Regions from separate parts of the Hordeum vulgare genome. Here region 2 is linked to region 1. Evidence: chromatin contacts called from public Hi-C data. All regions are on one chromosome and are shown on one strand. Each heading gives the region's core, a stretch centred on a gene start, on an enhancer-like site or on the middle of the called end of the contact. The rest is flanking DNA. Distances are from core to core; before and after follow the strand shown. Region 1 holds the start of LOC123444785 (AUGMIN subunit 7). Region 2 holds the start of LOC123444788 (sister chromatid cohesion protein PDS5 homolog A-B).

Evidence for each region. A called contact is a pair of places that touch in the nucleus more often than the background predicts.
Region 2: a Hi-C map of seedling shows a contact between it and region 1, with 5 times the contacts expected there. The contact joins the promoter of LOC123444788 here to the promoter of LOC123444785 in region 1. A contact is called at or near these places in 3 of 6 Hi-C or Micro-C datasets (leaf and seedling) and 1 of 1 datasets of contacts at active chromatin or transcription factors (embryo).

What each region holds. Positions count from the first base shown.
Region 1 is chr3H:536,216,492-536,223,250 of MorexV3_pseudomolecules_assembly, reverse strand. LOC123444785 (AUGMIN subunit 7) reads right to left here and starts at 1,894. Exons shown (of 9, transcript XM_045121628.1): 1 at 1,652-1,894; 2 at 1,425-1,510; 3 at 1,276-1,337; 4 at 1,037-1,128; 5 at 680-805; 6 at 414-504; 7 at 130-237. The coding sequence starts at 1,785. LOC123444786 (TLC domain-containing protein 2) reads left to right here and starts at 1,980. Exons shown (of 3, transcript XM_045121629.1): 1 at 1,980-2,379; 2 at 3,480-3,757. The coding sequence starts at 1,995. It overlaps TRNAQ-UUG (a tRNA gene), which reads right to left and starts at 4,718; the gene lies at 4,647-4,718.
Region 2 is chr3H:536,460,560-536,467,918 of MorexV3_pseudomolecules_assembly, reverse strand. LOC123444788 (sister chromatid cohesion protein PDS5 homolog A-B) reads right to left here and starts at 2,900. Exons shown (of 28, transcript XM_045121636.1): 1 at 2,673-2,900; 2 at 1,300-1,497; 3 at 902-1,083; 4 at 1-59. The coding sequence starts at 2,765.

The DNA of each region.
Region 1 (6,759 bases), core at 645-3,144:
ACTAACATCTCAAAACACATGGAAAATGATAATCAGAAGTACAAATGATATTCATGTCAAGGTTGCTTGTCTGGAATATAAAGAGGAGGTACAGGGAGAAAATTACATAACGATGCATAAGATATTCACCTTAGTGTATATCATATTGAAGGATTTAACTGTTTCAAGAAATGATTGCAAATGTTCCCTCAACTTCAACTCTGTCTCGGCATAGTCTTCGTTTGGATTATAGTCATACTGGACAGCAGAGACTACACTGTTAGCACAAATAGTATACTGCAGAGTACAGTCAACAAACTAACAAACATGCTATTCACGGGAATTTCAGCTAAAAGTGTACAAGTCTATTTTATATATACGATCAAATCACAGCTGTACGAATACTGAAGTAGGATCCAATGCTGAATTTATACCTTTGAGGCTAGCTCCTGAACCATCTGTTGCAGATTTGACATCTTTTTGGTATACTCAGAGAGCTTCAACTCTAGTTCTGCTATATCAGGCCTGCAAAATGATAATTTAACTCAGTGAAATGGTGGTGGTTCTTGAAATTGCTTGTCAACTGGGAGTCACAAGACAGCAACATAGATTCAAACCATTTAAGGAATTATATGGGTGCTATAACTCTGAAACTTCTAAATAATACAATTGATGACAAGAATATAATGGTTGCACTTACAGGGGGTAAATTGATTGTATTTGGACATCTGCAGGAAAAAGCTTGCACTCCTCTGAAAAAATTTGCGCCTGTTTCTCAGCAATGGAATCTACAAGTTGTACATCCTTTGCCAACTGCTCATCAACACTACCAGGGAGCAATTTGTCAGGTAATTTATATATCAGATGCCCTAATACCGAGGTTAAAACAGCATCTAATACTTTCGGTACAATGAAGAGCATTTTACATCAAATATTCCTTTCTGTTTACAGTGCTGGAAAATGTTTAACTGAAATAGCTACTGATTATCAGTGACTAATGCTTTCGTATAATCAGCATAGCAAAAGTATGCCACAGACAGTAAAGTGTAAAACCAACCTCCACTCTGGATTGTCGGCATAGCAGCTAGCTTCCACCAAGTCAACAATTAGACGGAGGAGCTCCACCCGCTCGTCGTAGCTGCCCCTGCCCTGCAATCCCACAAAAGATGAGACACGCTGGATCTGAGTTTGTGATTCTCACCACACTACACGCCAGAGATCTGTCATCCGTGAGTAACAAAAGCTAATACTCAACAAATGTAAGCCTCAAAGAACAAAGAGCTGCATTCCTCTTACCTGAATCGCCTCAGTGTCGACTGAAGGCGTGATACCGAGGAAATTCGCGATCTCCGCCAAGTCTGCACAACCCCAACCAACCATCAGCACCAGGCGCGAGCAAGCATTTCCCAATCCAGCGCCGCGAAACAGGTGTGCAGAAACCTTACGTTGGATCCTGCTGTTCTCCTCGTCGCGGTCGAGGCTGTCCCCCTGCCAGTTCTGCTGCGTGAAGGGCGATCTGTCGCCGAGCAGCCTCCGGACCACAGCGGCAGCAGCAGGTCAGCAGATGAAACCCTCAATTCGGAAACCCTACGAGCCCCGAAACCCGCGCCGGAACACGCGGCGGAGGCTCGGTCGGGGCGGAAATGCGGGGGGCGGGCGGTGGCGCACGTACCGGAAGAAGAGCCACTCGAGGAGGCGGTAGCGCTCGACGCCGGCGAAGAGGAGCGACTGCGCGGGCGCGCTGGCGCGCGGGTAGGCCAGCACCGCCAGCTTCCGCTGGATCTCCTCCATCTGCTTCGACGCCATGGCGAACCAATCCTCCCCGCTCGCGGCGGCCGGCCGGCTTGGTGGTCGTTGGGCTGTGGGGATCGAGCCGACGGGGACGGCCCAGCGAGCGAGATGGATGACGTTACGCTCGGGGCATTTCTTTTCTTCTTTCTACCCACCGAATTATTTTCGTTTCAAATTTCGAAGGATCGCTTCTCTCTCTATCTCCTAGAGACTAGAGATGGGAGATGGGGCCCGCGTGTCGGGTTCCAGGCCCGGAAAGCAACAGGCGAGCGGTCCAACCAAAGCGGCCGACGGAGAGGGGAGAGGGGGCTAGGCGGCTAGCGCGTGGACGGGTGCGGCTCTCGGCTCGCCACGACGCCCGCATGCCGCCGCCCCGCCGCGCCGGCGCGGGCGACACGAGCGCCTTCTTCGCGGCGACGCTGGTGCTGTGGGCCGTGTCGGTGGGGTTCGAGATCGGCGCGCGGGGCCGCCGCGAGCTGGCCGCCGTGGCCGCCGGCTTCGCCTTCTTCCAGGCCGCCAACACCGCCGTCCGCGCCGCGGTCTCCCGCGACCCGCTCTTCGTCAACACCGCCGTCTCTCTGCTCCACTCCTCCCTCACCTCCGCCTCAGGTCTCGCCTCTCTTTCTCCCCCCCTCCCCGAACCCTCACATTTCGTCCCGTCGCTTTTCCCGTGCACGTGCTTTGGGTTAATCGCCTAGTAGAAGAAAGGGTACGCCCGCCTAGTTGACTTCCAGCGTTGCGCGAATTTGGTGGGGATAGAGAGGGCGCGGCAGATTAATCAGTCCGTAAACCCGTTGATGCTTGAAGCTTGATGCAATTTGGTCGGCCCTGGACAAAAGGGAGCACTATGAGCTATGTACTGTTAGTGTTAGTATCGTTGTTCACTGTGATGCTGCTTACTTCTGCTGTTGAGAATTGTCTCCGTTTGAGCTTCGATTGGCTGAAATTGTGCAGGATTTCTCAAAGCCCATATTGCTTGCTACCTCGCTGTTTATAGCATGTTCGGCTTCTAGAGGTTGCATGGTTTCAGTTTCCATGTAAATGTGGCAACCATGCAATGGCCTTGCGTGCAAATACTTCCATGTTTTCCATTCAAAATTGCCAACCCTTAAAAAGAATGGTGATGGTATAAAGTGTGTTCAGAAGAGTTCACTAGTTTGGCACCAAATATCTCCATTTTGTCTGTCAGTTGGGCGGCAAATCAGCACCTAGTGCCTAAACACCAATTAGGTGGGCCTAGGAGGGATAAAATGGCTAGCAGGAAGGGTGTCACCTAGTGCCTGGTGGCCCTCTAGTTGCACTAGGCGGCTGACTTTTAGAACGCTACCTTTCTAACAACATCACTTTTCATGCACTACTTCTTCGCACATACTTATTGCCAGTAAATCTCTCGCGCCAAATTGACAATGGCTAAGCAAAATGATAGAAATGGAAATTTATGTCCTAGATGGTCGGATATGTGCCATTAGATTTAGAGGTGCTGCTCAAGATAGTTAGGAAGTTGTAGAGCCTTCCCTCTGCAGTATTTAAAATTGTTGACCCTTCTTTTAAATGGATGGCTACATAGGTGTGTAATGCATATTCTCGAAAGCTTACTAATTTTTTTTTTGGTAGATATTTATCTCTTTAGTTTGTTCCATTGATGCTGCCATGTGTTATTTAATTCTTAGGCTTGTTGATCTCTATCTCACTCCTATCTCGACTTGCAGTTATCTTTGTTCTGTTGTGCCAATGGCGCACCAAGGGCCTTGAGAACATGTTTCAGCATGAAGAATTAGTTGGTAGCAGTTGGATTGGAGCATATTCTGCTCTGTGCTTTTCATGTGGCTACTTTGCTTATGACCAATTGGATATGCTCCGCTACCGGCTATACAGTGGATGGATTCCTGGGATTCTGATGCATCACCTTATTCTGCTCATTTGCTTTACGCTAGCTCTGTATCGGAATGTGACAATCAACTACCTAATTCTCACTCTTCTATGCGAGGTACATATATCTCTTCTCATATTTTCTGGCATTTAAATTTGTTAACAAAGTTGATTTACTTGGTCTTCAAATAGTTTTTTGTCTTATCATTTGCCGTGAGGTTAATATTTACCCAGTTGTTGACGAATAGGTGTGTACTCCTCAAGAGAGGATCCTTTCATTGCACTTATAAATTACACTGGACCTAAATTGTGACCAACAGGCCATCTTAGTGGCCTGTGATGTAAATCAGTACACCATCATTGCCTCTCCAACTCAGGATTGCGAGCTGCTGTCACACACATGGCCATAGTCGGTAGGTCGCCACATCAATAAGTTGTAGCTCAAACTTTATTGCAGTAAACCTTCTGCCGGAATGATAATACAAAGTGGACGTAGAGAAGACCTTTCAGGCTTTCACTTTATCATTCAGTATGACCTTGAAGGCTAACTGTTTTGATTTCCCAGCTGGACTTTAAAGTTTAAACCACTCGACAGTAGCCATTGCAGTTCCTTCTTCATGTTCACTAAAATTGCTAGAATACAATATTTTGAGTTCTTGCATGGGTCAGCACATCACATTGCTAGAATAGAATATTAACGAGGCATTCATTTTTTGTTTTAAGAACAACGTTATCGAAATAATTAGTTCTGCTCAGTCTCCACTGTAATCAGTGGGGAAGGTATACATTTGGAGCATACACTTTCCTTTCACTTGTGAGAATTTGTATGGTCTGCGTCCATTCTACCAAGGAAATACTAATCAGCAAATTTAGGAGTACATTCTACCCTAGAAAAACTAAATGTCAGCTGAAAAATCGCGAATCGATATTTTTCCCGAATACTAAACGCCCGAAAAAAAAGCGAGTACATTGTACCATGGGAATACTAAAACATCAGCTTAAAAAGTAGGTCTCGCCGGGATTCGAACCCAGGTCGCCAGATTCAAAGTCTGGAGTGCTAACCACTACACTACGAAACCATTTGTTGAGTGTGGTACACCGATGGTTATATTTCTGTCATTTGGCTTACAGCCAAAATATTTTCCTTTACTTGATGGTTCCTGTTAAATTTCCTTCCCGCTTTGGACTTACTTCCATTTGCCACTTGGCAGCTAAATGTAGCTAGGAATATCTGACAAATAACTTATTTTATTTTTTCAATTTATTTTAGCCAAAGGCCATGGACAGGGGTGCGTGGAAGTTAGCTATCCACGTTCCAGAGCCATGACTTGGTTTCGAGATCTTATGGGTTTCAACTCTAGCCTACCCCAACTTGTTTGGACTGAAAGGCTTGGTTGTTGTTGTTGTTGTATTTTAGCCAAAGGCCATTGCGTGGGTACGATAATTTCGTCTCATTGAGCTGCTATTAGGATTTACTATGTGTTTAGTGTTTGTTTGGTGTTTTTTCTCTTCTTCTTCATTAAGCATCAAGGATATATATTATATGCACTTACGAACACACAACATATGAGTTGAGATACATTGGGACAAAAATTGGAAAACAGAATGTATGTAGCTTCAACATGATTAGCGGGTGGTGGATTTTCCACAACTTGTCCTATATAGCACCTTAAAAAGTAAGCACATAGCAAAAGCATTGTTACTATTAGCATCATTCTCGTCGTGGTTAGGTCGTCCTTCTTACATGTCTGATATCTCACTTCTATTGTCAGTAGTTGTACCCCCCCCCCCCCCCCCCCTCTTCCTTGGAGCTCATCGCCTGCTGCCATCATCTCATCTTACCGCTCTTTGACTATCCTAGGATTGAATCTGTGCTCAACTTGTAGCCCCCTTTGGCAATTTCACGACAGAGGTAATGCCGACTTAGCAACTAAGTTGTAGCCCAAACTTTGTTGCAGTAAACCTGTTGCCGGAACGATGATACGTAGAGAAGACATTTCCGTTTATCCTCACAATTTGGAACAAGTAATGTCGTCAGCATTCAATATGACCTTGGAAGCTAATTGTCTTGATTGTCCATCTTGGCTTTCAACCACTCGCCATTGGTCATTTTAGTTCTTCGTCATGTCCGCGCACATTGCTAGAATACAAGATTTTGAGTTTTTGTACTGGATCACATTGCTAGAATATAATACTAATGAGGCATTGATGTCCCATTTTAAGAACAAGGGTATAAGCATCTGTTGAAACAAGTAGTTCAGTTCAGTCTCGACCGTAAGCAGTCGGGAAGTGGTACATTTGGTTGCAGCGTCTAATCTGAAGTTAGCAAGTATAGGTACTGAATGTTCCTTTCTTGATAGTGTACTGTAAATTTTGGCAAGGTTATAGTCACACTAATGTAAATCAGAAGACAGGGGTATGTTTCAAGTGTTATTAACCTCTAGACTGAGTATTTCTACCATTGAAGGTCTGTGTACAATTTACCAGGGCAATACTAAATGTCAGCAAAAATAGGAGTACATTCTAATCTGGAAACACTAGATGTCAGCTAAAAAAATGAGTCAATATTTTTCCCAAATACTAAATGCCATAAAAAATGCAATTATATTAATACCATGGAAATATTAAAATGCCAACTAAAAAAGTAGGTCTTGCAGGGATTCGAACCCAGGTTGCCAGATTCAAAGTCTAGAGTGCTAAGAGCATCTCCAGCCGCGCCCCCAACAGCCCCCAGGCCCCTTTTTAGTCGCCGGCGCTAAAAAATCCACCCAGTCGCGGCCCCAGGACATCGTTTTTCGCCAATTGGGCCCTTTTTTTCGGCCGGCGATCCCAGGCCGGACCCAACGCGCTGGGGGGCACTTGGGGGCTCCGGCGGAAGGAAAAGCGGCGTGTGGGACACCACTGTCATGCGAGAAACGCCTTTCCTCGCTAGATTCGCCCTCGCGTGCCATAGGACGCCTCGCCGCCATGCTGATCCCGGCGCCGTCCACCTGCCCACACCCGCTGCCCCGTCGCTAGAAAAGGCCATTTCCTCGCCGGTTTCGCGGCAACCTCCAATCCGCTCTCCTGGGCGAGCTTTCCAAGCCGCGCAGGCGGGGATATTGGCGGCTGCCCATCCAC
Region 2 (7,359 bases), core at 1,651-4,150, 240 kb before region 1:
TTAATATTTGTATCATTATCGATAGCATAGCCTGGTGCACGCATTGCTGAAGACCTTGCCTGTAAACAATTTCATAATCAAGGAGTTAACCACTTAATGAAAAGAATCCGATTTAAATTTTCAGAAACAGTAATTATGTGTGGCAGACAACTTTAAATATGAGCACGTCATGAATTAGCACACAGAACGTAGGGCAAGCTACTTGCATGATGGAATTTCTGCTCTTGCAGAGCCAAGGATAACAGTTTGGTTATGAGTATAAATTCATTTAAGGAAAATGAATGCGCCAATTACTTAACATGTCTAAGGACAACAAGAGAATTAGTATAACAAGGAGCATATGCAACTCTTTTGTGGCCAAGAGATGTTCACCAAATCAACTCCATACACTAGGTACATCGCCCGTTGCACTTGATAAGGAACCCATGAGATCCCATTATGTATTGAAAAGTTCTACAGCAAACATGATAGTGCACACTGGCATTTACTGTGATACATGGAAATGGGAACCTGGCGATTTGAGAGTTCATAGCTTTCTCCATAAATAACAATAATAATACGTAGAAATAGCCATCTCAATGGAAGAACAAACATAGCATAGCATATTTACAGTTTGCGGTAAACAGTATTGGAGATCTTGATGATGTGATACACAGTGTTGGATATCTTGATGATTTCAGAATTCCAAAATCTCAAAATGGGAAGACGGCACAAAAAGAAACCGATTGATAGGACATAAGTGAAAAATGTACTCGTGATTTTCAAATCAAAGTCAGTATGAGTAAGATCAATGTATTTACAATTGAAAGATACTGATAAATGAGCATCAGAATTTAAGCTTGATTTTTTGTTGTAACAAAATATAGGCGTATAACAACAAGAGTGGTAGATTAAGTCTTACTGCGCTGCCGAGAAGAATATTTTGGCCATATCAAGAACCAAATCCTGACAACCAGTGTCAACCATAATTACAGAGCACCTAAGCGCAGCAACATTCTCCAATATTTTCATCCTTCGCGTAAGATATGGACTCCCAGTGTCTGCAAGCCCTGAAAATTCGCTGATGAAGAGCCTAAATATTTCCTGAGATAAAACAGTTGACATAGTGTTATAGGAGTGTGGCCCTTATCCCAATTGTTCTTTGACATTAAATAACTCAAAAACCAAAAATGGATAATGTTACAGAAATAATCTGACAATATGACTGTTAGGTAGTGTTTCATATTTTCACAACTCTAAATGGTAACGGTACAAGAAGTCACTGACAGACAAGCATGGAAAGTCATGAGTGTTAAATACCTTAAATATTTCGTCAGTAAAAGGTGGATCAGGTGCAAGGATTCGCATAACTTCAATGAAGCAGACAGCAACAAGAAGTCTGACATCCTTGTCCTTGTGGCTAAGTAAAGTGGTCTGGACCAGTGATTTACTCAAAGGACTTAGAGCATCATGCAGAGAGGAGGACTGACTCAACTCTGATAAAGCACTTTCAGCTTGCTGCAGATAATAACAAAAAGATGTTATGGAAGTAAATTCAAATATATTCAGAGAAAAAATAATGAAAAGAAACAACCAATTAAAGAAAATGTCAAGCTGTAAAGTATTAATGCGCTACTCTTTTTCCTTCGGATGATTACAGTGAGCTAGCCTGCATCCCTGTCTTAATAGGTTCAAGGTTCAACTGTCGGAGGGGGTTGTCATAGTATACATGCATTGAACAAAAGTATGCAAATATGTAACCCCTAATGAGAGCTAGAGAACAGTTCAGGTAGAGATCCAACAATGTGTTTGTACAAAGCCATTGCTCTAAACTCCCCCAAACACTCGATCAAATACAAGTACAGTACAGCCAGATCAAAACTGTATTCTCGTATAACAGTAAAAAGGCAACTATCTGTTTCAGGAAAAAGGCAAGGACCGAAATTAACCCACTTGATCTCCAGTTGACCTGTTTATCATGTAAAATGGATCGAAATACTCAAATGTTGTTGACGTTTAAGATAATGAATAGGTTGAAGCCTGAAAAATCATATCCCCTTTATTCCTTATCCATAAGACTCCATTACTAGTACCTTCCTTCATATTAGCAATTCACAAACAGGCAAACTTGAAACAACAGATACTCACAAAATTGTTTGCCAGTAAAATATAAATATGTGAGAATGAACTGAACGCTCTCTGACTGCTTCCAGTTGGCAGGGACTGGTACCTCTTTTAAACAGAAGGGGAAACGTTATGAGTAATCATAAACACCCTAGACCAATGCTGACTTGACACTAAACACCTCCAAGGCTAGATTTGCTCAAACTGTCATGTGAAACATAAGCATGGGGAACATACAACCTAAACCTCTTCAGCATGCCCATGTGTGCCCCATCCCACGAATTGCTACATCATGCTCGAATTCGTCAAGCCATCAGTACCCACGGCCCTCCTAGTCCCATAGAGGTTAGAGCGGACTCATGAACCACAGCTACCTCGAATTTCAGCACTAGCAGGTGCCACTACAGTCAGTGTTCGAGAAACCCCAAAAAAAACCACTAAAATCAGCGGTGCCCTTCAAGCCAACTTCAAAGCCCCAAAAGCAGCACAGCGTCTCGCGAGGAACGGGAACGGGAGCGAGCGGGTCTAGATCGGATGAGGACTGTTGCGGGACGGACGGGGGCGGTCACCTTGAGGAGCTTGACGAGGGCGTCCTTGCCGAGGCGCGGCTGCGCGAGGCGCTTGCCGACCTCGCTCACGACTTGCCCCGGCGAGCCCGACATTGCGCCGGCGGCGGCGGCGGCTTCGATCTCGGGGCGCGAAACCCTGGGCTGGTGGGCTAGGAGGCGGTGGGGGTTGGGGTGAGGGCCGGGAGGGGAGGGGAGGCCATGGATGGAATTGCGAGTACGGGAAAAGGCAGTCCGTCTCAGAGAGGGGCGGGCGTGTTTGGGGTTGGGGACGGCAGGCTATTTTGCCGTTGCACCCTCCGGAGCACGCACGCACCTGCCACTGCCGGCGACATTTCCCCCAAGGACCCAGATTATATTCTGCTTAACCAGAGGAGCGAATGTGAAAAAGAAATAATGCCCCAGGATAAAAACAAAACAGGGTATGCGAGACTGATAGCTGTTTCACGCTACATGCGAATGCTGATGGTAAAACCCGTAACCTAAATGTATTTCGCAAAGAAAAATAAAAACACTTAAAATCAGGCGGATGATTTTCCCACCTCTTAAATAGCTTCCCTCTCTCGCCACGTGTCCCTGCGGACCGATGCAGCATTATCTTCTCTGTCATTCAGACCTCGTCGTCTGTCTCGAGCAATCCCCTCCTTGCTAGCGATGTCTCTCTCGGCCCCGGCCGCGGTTCTTGCGGCGATCTCATCGGTTCCGGGGAAGATTACATGCTTCGTCACAAGGTGCGGTGTTGCGAAGCATCGGAGTTGCAATTCAGCTCCGCCGGAGACGTCGGTGCTATTTAGGAGCTTTGTTGCGTGTGCAATGGAGATCGGCCGCAGTTGCAATGGAGTTGCGCCGGAGCATCGTGTTGCGTTGGAGCTCCGGCAGGGCTGCAATGGAGCTCTGCCGGAGTTGCAACGGAGCTTCGTCGGAGCCGTCGAAGATTTTGTCGAGGTTGCAATGAAGCTCGATCAGAGTTGCAATGGAGCTTCGCCGGTGCTGCACCGGAGCTTCACCTGCGGCGCCGGTGCTCCGTTACAGCTTCGTCTCGCTGCTGGTGTTGCTATGAAGCTTTTGCCGACGCTTAATGTTGTCATGGACAACACCTACTGCTACGGATGCACCGCCAGATCGAGCGCCAGATCTAACGGCTCGCTAGCGGATGATTTCTTCATGAAATCATCCGTCTGACCCATAGCAGCGGTCGAAGAAAAAACTCAAGAAATTAGTTTTTTCCTTTCAAGAACACTCGCTCGAGGAGTCGGGAGGACCACGACACCACGCAAATTGGTTTGCCGCCCATGGGAAGCAGCTCCCGCGCTCGGAGCATCGGATGAGACGGATTGGGTCGAGGCTAGGGAAGGCATGCACTAGCCCAATTCAACCCACTACCACACTACGGGGTTTTTTCTTTTCTCTTTTTTAAAAAAAGTTGGGGTCCAAAGGACAAAGACTTTTCCATTAGACAAGCACTCGGACATATGCGCGTGCATTGCAATGAAAAAAATATGTATTTACAAGCACAACACTTCATGCTCCGCTACGAGAAAAACGCTAGTCACCCCATGACCAAAACGACCATCGATGCAACACTATATCCAGACAGTGTCACCACCTGCACGGAGGCGCACGTCAAAGTCTTGAAGAAACGCGGGGACTATGTTACCCCCTTTGTCATGCATTATTAGACTGGTGGACCACTTAGCGTGAGTTGCACATTTATCACGAAGTTAGCCTTAGCGTCGATGGTAAGGATATCTCCAATGCGAGGATGTGGCATTGTGGCTCCCATGCCCACATCCTCCCACCAATGGATAGTAAAATCGACAAAGAAGAAAAAAATGATTTTTTTAGTGCAAGATGTTCCTTTGGGTGATGTCAAAAACTGCTTGAAATTGATTTTGTCTTTTTTGCCACACGCTCCTCAAATGTCCAAATGCCCCGAAAATTTACACGCATTCTAGCATCTTGCGAGCCAAAAAAGATTCAGATTTTGTTGATATTTTTCTTTTCATCGAATGCAGATGAGCCGAGGGACCATCTTATGAGCCTCAGTCGCACATTAATCATGAAGTAAGCCTTAGCTCCGGTGGTAAGGATATCTCCAATGTGAGGATGTAGCGTTGTGGCTCCCGTGCCCAGATTCTTCCAGCAATGAATAGTAAAATCAAGAAAATAAATATAAAAGTGATTTTTGGAGTGCAAGATGTTCCTTTGGATGATGTGAAAAACTGCTTGGAGCTGATTTTGTCTTTTTTGTCACATGCTCCTCGAAGGTCCAAACACCCCGAAATTTTGCACGCACTTTAGCATCTTATGAGCCAAAAAGGTTCAGTTTTTTTATATTTTGCTTTTCATCAGATGCAGATGAGCTGAGGGACCATTTTGATTATTATTATGGCTAATCTAGTTTAAATGTGTCATTGTCCATGTAGCCCACAATCATTTTTTCTTTTCTTGTTTGAACACACCAACAATGAGATCAATCCATTTAACAGATGCACCACGTCCTTCATTTCTTTTAAAGGTTTCCTTGCATGTCTGCTCATCGTGCGGTTCATTCCTTTTAATTGTCCGCTTTTACCATCCATTTTTTAGACCATCTCTAGCAGACTCCGTACAAAACCGACCCGCAAAAGTCGCTTGAAGTTCGCGAAAAAACGCTTTTGCGGGCCGGCGTGAGCGAATATCCTTTTATACGGGTCCGTTTTGCGGGGTGTGCTCGACGCCGTCCACACCGTCCCGCAAAATCTGTTATTTCCCTTCCAATTTTAAACATGAAAACATTTTATTTGCTTCTTTATTTTTTCAAAGGCATTGTATACATCATAATTCACCAAATCTATGCTAAAACAGCAAGACCAAAAAAACAAGAACCATAATTATGCATTTTAGAAGATATCCAACTTCCATAACTGCTCCCACTAGTTGGATTAACATCTTCTCCATGCATTCATTGTTGATCTGGGATTCTTCATATTACATTCTTCATTCTTCTTCTAAAGAATTAGACGTTGCTTCCCCTCTAAAATCGTCTCTAATTGCACATGCAGCTGCATCGTTAGCCTCAATTATACTAAGGATTGCACGAACATCTATTAAGTTTCTTTCTATCAATAAATCGATGTATTCTTCTTTCCAATACCGAAATGAGCATCCACCTTGTGTTGGAAATATGCCCTAGAGGCAATAATAAAATTGGTTATTATTATATTTCCATGTTCATAATAATCGCTTATTATCCATGCTAGAATTGTATTGATTGAAAACTCAAATACATGTGTGGATACATAGACAACACACTGTCCCTAGTGAGCCTCTAGTTGACTATCTCGTTGATCAAAGATGGTCAAGGTTTCCTGGCCATAGGCAAGTGTTGTCACTTGATAACGGGGTCACATCATTGGAAGAATGATGTGATGGACAAGACTCAAACTATAAACATAACATATGATCGTGTCAGTTTATTGTTACTATTTTCTGCATGTCAATGTATCTGTTCCTATGACCATGAGATCATGCAACTCCCGAACATCGGAGGAATACCTTGTGGGTTATCAAACGTCGCAACGTAACTGGGTGACTATAAAGGTGCTCTACAGGTATCTCCAAAGGTGTCTGTTGGGTTGGCATGGATCAAGACTGAGATTTGTCACTCCGTGTGACGGAGAGGTATTTCGGGGCCCACTTGGTAATACAACATCACAATAAGCCTTGCAAACAATGTGACTAAGGTGTTAGTTACGGGATCTTGTATATTACGAAACGAGTAAAGAGACTTGCCGGTAACGAGATTGAACTAGGTATGGTAATAGCGACGATCGAATCTCGGGCAAGTAACATACGAAGGACAAAGGGAATAGTATACGGGATTATATGAATCCTTGACATAGAGGTTCAACCGATAGAGATCTTCGTAGAATATGTAGGAGCCAATATGGACATCCGGGTCCCACTGTTGGTTATTGACCAGAGAGTGTCTCAAGCCATGTCTTCATAGTTCTCGAACCCGCACGGTCTGCACACTTAAGGTTTGTGACGTTTTGGTATAGTTTAGTTATATGTGTTGGTGACCGAATTTTTGTTTGGAGTCCCGGATGACATCCCGGACGTCACGAGGAGTTCCGGAATGGTCTGAAAACGAAGATTGATATATAGGAAGTTGCTATTTGGATTCCGGAAGGTTTTCAGGCATTGCCGGCAGTGTACCGGGAGTGACGAATGGGTTCCGGGGGCCCACTGGCTGGGCCCACCATGCCCCAAGGGGTCCACATGGGTTTATTGGATATGCAATAAGGTATAATGGGCTGACAAAGTCATCCAAGGAAAGCCCATGAGGAAAAAGTGGAAAATCCAAAAGAGGTGGGAAATTAAGGAATGAGTCCTAATCCAAGTGGGATTGGAGGAGGACTCCTCCCTCCTCCACTTTGGCCGACCCAAGGGAGACTCCCTTGATGCGCCAAGGCTGCCTCCTCCCTCCTCCTATATATACTAGAGGTTTAGGGCCGTTGAGACACAACTTTGCCACGTGCAACCCTAAACCTCTACTTCATAGTTCTTCCTCTAGATCAATTTTCTGCGGAGCTCGGGCGAAGCCGTGCAGGAATACATCACCACCACCGGAGCGCCATCGCGCTGCCGGGAACTCATCTACATACCCGTTATCTTGCTGGATCAAGAAGGCGGAGATCGTCATCGA